Regions from separate parts of the Danio rerio genome. Here region 1 is linked to region 2. A link is a contact called in public Hi-C data. All regions are on one chromosome and are shown on one strand. Each heading gives the region's core, a stretch centred on a gene start, on an enhancer-like site or on the middle of the called end of the contact. The rest is flanking DNA. Distances are from core to core; before and after follow the strand shown.

Evidence for each region. A called contact is a pair of places that touch in the nucleus more often than the background predicts.
Region 1: a Hi-C map of embryo shows a contact between it and region 2, with 1.5 times the contacts expected there. The contact joins two enhancer-like sites.

Annotation. Positions count from the first base shown.
Region 1 is chr13:33,880,429-33,883,128 of GRCz12tu, reverse strand. It overlaps a transcript of zmiz1a not described here. Among named protein-coding and RNA genes, the nearest start is that of zmiz1a, 19 kb to the left of the region's middle. Within about 2 kb of position 1,363, at least 48 of the 62 cell types and tissues checked have an H3K27ac peak or open chromatin away from gene starts, as enhancers often do.
Region 2 is chr13:33,828,930-33,831,811 of GRCz12tu, reverse strand. The region is part of intron 1 of LOC141377026 (a long non-coding RNA gene); the gene reads left to right. It also overlaps a transcript of zmiz1a not described here. Among named protein-coding and RNA genes, the nearest start is that of zmiz1a, 70 kb to the left of the region's middle. Within about 2 kb of position 1,516, at least 27 of the 62 cell types and tissues checked have an H3K27ac peak or open chromatin away from gene starts, as enhancers often do.

The DNA.
Region 1 (2,700 bases), core at 114-2,613, 51 kb before region 2:
ACTGATTTATTTTATCTTTACCATGGTGACAGTAAATAATATTTGACTAGATATTTTTCAAGACACTTCTATACAACTTTAAGTGACATCTAAAGGCTTAACTAGGTTAATTAGATTAACTAGGCAGGTTAGGATAATTAAGCAAGTTATTGTATAATAATGGTTTGTTTTGTAGACTTTCGCAAAAATATATAGTTTAAACGGGCAAATAAATTTGACCTTAAAATTTTTTGAAAAAAATTTAAACTGCTTTTATTCTAGCCAAACTAAAACAAATAAGACTTTCTCCAGAAGAAAAAAATGTTATCAGACATACTGTGTAAATTTCCTTGCTCTGTTAAACATCATTTAGGAAATATAAAACAAAAAAAAGAAAGAAAAAAAAAAGTGGGGATTAATAATTTTGACTTCAACTGAAGGTAACTTTTCAGCAGCTATTATTTCAGTCTTGATGCCCAGTGTTGTATGATCTTAAATCATTTATCTGAATAAATGTTACCTTTAGATAAACATTTATCTAAAGAATTGTTTATCTAAATAAATGTTATGGCGGAATGAACCGCCCACTTATCCAGCAAGTTTTTACGCAGCGGATGCCCTTCCAGCCGCAACCCATCTCTGGGAAACATCCACACACATTCACACACACACTACGGACAATTTAGCCTACCCAATTCACCTGTACCGCATGTCTTTGGACAGTGGGGGAAATCGGAGCACCCGGAGAAAACCCATGTGAACGCAGGGAGATACACACAAAAGTGTTCTTTCAACTTATCTCTTATATACAGCACTTGGGGATTTTTGGAAAAAGAATGACAGTTTCACAGCTGGACTAATGATTTCGCTGAACTGTTACATATATAAGTACCACTTGAAAACATTAAGCTTTTGTTCCATTTATCTGAGAATGTAATATTTCATTTAAAAACATAATCCATGAGCATATCATCGTTTACCAAGCCACAGCGTATAAGCACACACACACTCAAACTTGCCCTTAACTATTTTACCAGACAACATATAACTTTACCTATAGCTGAATCTCAAAAACAAAGTTAAAAATGACAGACAACCAAGCACATGACCATATACTGTTCTCCCTCTCAATTCATTTTCCTCATTTGTGTGTGAGTGTAGAAGCGGTGAGCTGGACAGTGGCCCCTGCAGACCAGCACAAGGCAGTGTTTGTTATGTGAGTCCACAACGGCAGCGTAAAGGCTCTCCACTGCTCTCTATTGTCCTGACCTAAAATGTGCCGTAATCTCCAGAGCAGAGTGTCTCAGGCACCATATGTGTATGTGCTGGCCTCCTCCTGCCCCCATCTCTCCTTCTTTCTTTTCCCTCTCCTTCTCCCCCATTCTCTCCTGCCACTCAATCCGCCCCTCCTTTATCTCTCTCTCTCTCTCTCCGGAAGCGAGGCTCGCACTCCTTTAACAGGCTGGGGAATGGATTCATTTCATCTAATGTGGTTTGGTCTGAAGCAGAGCCACTCACCCTGAGCAAGAGGCTCCCCACTGCAGTCATGTGTTTTCATACAAGCCAATCAACACTCTTCAGTCTCCCCCCTCCTCTCTCTCTCTCTATTTATTTCTTTCAGTCGTTTTACCTTCCTCTTACTCTCAGGCTGACTCCCCCTCTTTTCCGCTTTCACCCTCCTCCCTCCTTTTCTTCTTTACATCTGCCTGAGGCTTTCTGTTTCATTCTGGTCACAAGGCAGTGAGACTCCAGTCTGCTTTTCTGTCCCTTCACCTCTCTCTCTCTTCTCTCTGCTCACCTCGCTTTAATTTCTTCTTTCTGTTCCCCTTTCTCTACCTGTTTCTCTTTCTCATTATTTGTTGGGATCTTGCTGCTGGAACAGAAGGTTGTTGTGGCCCATCTGTGAGCTGATGGAGAGAGGAGGGCATAAGGACAAACAGACAGAAAGGCAGATTTCAGGCACAAACTGCACCCCATTCACAATTTTAATTAGTGGCCGACCATTACGGTCTTCCAGTATTATGCTTGGCATGTGATGTTACTACTTTTTCAAATAGTGTTTTTATCACATTTACAAAAATATTTCGATATTATTTTTTAAATATCCATGTTATATAATATAAATTTTCCACCAAAAGCATTCACAAACTTGTTTGAGTGTTTAGAAATCTTCAAAATCAGTCTTTTCATTTCAAATTTGATCTTGATTTATTCAAATATACATGTAATGTTTCAGCAGCTATTACATCAGTCTTGATCTGTGTTGTATGATCTTTGAGAAATCATTCTAATATGTAATATTTGGTGTTCAGGTATCATTTATCGAAATAAATGTTACTTAAAGTAAATTTTATGAAAGGTTTAGAATTTTTTAAATATTTCCCAAGTGAGGATGTTCAATAGATTAAGGAAATATATAAATTATATATTTCTTTCCTTGTGGAGAAATCCTGGAATAAAAGCAGCCTTGAAAGGTTAATATCATTAGCAGGGGAAGATTTAGTGATTTGCGTGCCCTACACTGTAAAATATTCCCAGAATGTCACAATATGTTACTGTAATTTTGCATAGTAAATCACATTATTATCACTTTACAAGACTTAACTCTTTTTTTTTTTCTTTCTTACAGCAAATTACCATTAAAAAGGGCTATATCTTTTACATGTTAGTTATAGGAATTCCTACAAACTTGATTTTATTCAACATAGAAATGAACACACA
Region 2 (2,882 bases), core at 267-2,766:
GTTGTTATATAAATTTCTCTACTCCAGGAATCTCCAGCCAGGGGTAGTGTCCCTAGGGATTTTCGGGAGGATAGATTATCCAAAACAGAGTCATCATTTACTTACTCTCATTTGTTGTTAATCTGTACGCCTTTCTGCAAAACAAAAGCTGATATAAAAACATTTGGGGGGTGGGGTAGGGTGAGGAATTGTTAATTAGGGTTAGTGTTGTCCTGGAACTCACTGACTTTTAATGTAGAAATAAACAAAGTTGAAAATTATTCAAAACAATGTTGTTAAGAAAATTTTTTAATCGTTTTAAAATGACGTTTAAAGATATTTTTGAAAAATATACGTTGTTATTGTGATTAAAAATATTAATATTTCTATTAATAGTAATAATATTACTACTACTATTACAAATAATAATAAAATAATAGTAACACTAATAATAACAATAACAATAATAACGCTAATAATGCTAATAATAATAATAATAATTTGTATTATTACTATTATTATTATTGATTCATTAAATTTATCTATAAATATAATACTATAAAAAAGCAAAACTTTATAATTGTATCATTATTTTTGTAGTTTTTTTTTACAAAAAAATATAAGAAACGATAAAATATTAAGTTTAATGTATTAAAATTATATTTTTATTAATTTTTTTAAAAGAAAATTATATATATATATATATATATATATATATATATATATATATATATATATATATATATATATATATATTGTTTATTGTATATTATTATAATAAAAATACCAGACAAATTAAAATATTAACAATTATAATAATCCACAATATTTTATCAAACGAAAAGCAATTATAAAAGAATAGACTCCATAACCTCCAGAGAAGTGTTTCTCATACCCAAGTAATCGTACGCTGGCGTCTTCTTTCTTTATATGGAAATGAACATGTGGTAGGTCATATGCATTGTGCCCTCTCCTGCTGTCTATCTAAACATAGATGAAACATCCATCTGATTCACATTCAGGCAGCAGCTGTGCATCTAATAATTAAGATTGATCAATGCAACGTAGATTACGCGAACATTTCAACAACAACCTTTCTCGCTAAGCACTACCATGCTAACTAAACACAAGCCGATCGGGACAGATTGGTCAAAATGTACCACACATTTCCAACATACTGAGGTGCAGAGATAAAAGAATGCACAGTTCTCCATGAGCGGGATAAAGCCCTCTTTAAAGGGGATTTGGCCTATCAGGAGCGTCTATATCTGGAAGCTGATACAGCCACAGAGATTGCAGATCATTTTTCATGTACAAATCTGCTTTGGCTCTAAAAGGCAGGCAGGCAGGAGAACAGCATCCAGGGGGAGGGGAGGATGATAGGGGCCAGTGTCCACCACCATCACCCCTCCTCACATCCACAGCTCCGCCTTGGGCCTTCCTTCCCAGTCGCTCGGCCAGCTGAGCAATCAGGTCAGTGGGCTCTTCCTGCATCCCCCGGTCAATTGTTCGCTCTCCACGCCTCGTATGCGGCCCGCAGCTGTGCTGAAATGATGTCATATCTGATCCTGAGGCAAGCGGAGGGGCTCGGTGTAAACACGGAGAGGGGGTGGAAGAGCTACGACCAGAGACAATGAGCCGGGTGAAGTTATGACAATGTTTCTGATGAGCTTCGCACTTCTTTGAGGAAACGGAAAAAAAAGATAACGTTCCAAACTTCATTTTGGCTATTTCCGGATTGAGCATCAGGTGGTCTGAGTACAAAAAGGTTTAGGAGTAGGGTTGTGCAATATTTATTGTGTATGATAATACTGTAACTGTTGTTTCAATGATGTTTTAGCTGGAATTAAGTATGTGACTCGCTTAGTAAAAGCAAAGGATTTAGTTTGTGAAGAAGCAGAAGTAGCCGAAGGTGGCGAGAGCGTCAAAGTAGCCCAAAGTCATACATCTTCAAAGGGAGCCAGCGCTGATAAGTGGTGAGGAGCGGCGCGTCTTCACCTGTGTGGGTGTTGAGGAGACTTGACATTAAGGCCTAATCCCAATTCCACCCCTTAGACCTACCCCTTACTCCTACCCCTCGTTTTGTGTGTTCACGCCAAGGGTTAGGGATGTCCCAATTCTCTTTAGCTTGAACAGCCCTTCAAAAGAAGATTTTTCAGGATGACACTCGAAACCAAGGGGTAAGAAAATTTCCCAGAATACACCTGCCACAATGGCAGTATTGCTGAACCCGGAAGTCAGGAGAACAACAAATTAGTAATTGTTGTCAATATCACAAACTTTTACAACAAACAAGCACATGTTTTAACATATTCATAAATGCGTTCGTGTTTTACCATAATGCTTTTTTTTAAAACGCAAAAAAAGCTACATTTCGGTATCTATAATCACTAATAATAACTCCTGTATATTAGTCCCACAACATTCTGACACTCGATGACACTTGAATACAATGTCAGAAAAGTCTAGAGGCTAAGAATGGGCTTTTTCCGGTGTCTGCTATAATGTTAATGCTGTTTTCGTGTGTTTGCATAGAAGAATATGGCCACTGTGTGGTACACAGTACAGATACAACCTTATTGCCACATTACATAGTTATGATAACATAATATATGCCTTCAATGATGTCTTGAAGATAAATACCAAAAAGTAGCACAACTGGAATAACTAAAGCAGTCACGATCGGAGATCTCATAGGAAGCATGAGATCGCGATGACGTGTGCATGTGCTGTAGTTCTGTCCCAATTCTTAGGGGTAAATTTTGAAGCCCTTCCCCTTAACCCTTGGTTGTAAGGGCTATGGCAAAATTAGAATTGGTATTGGGCCTAAGTCAATTTTATGGTGATGAGCTATGACGTAGTTTGGCGGCAAGTAATCGGAATGTAGAAATCCACCGCTTGAG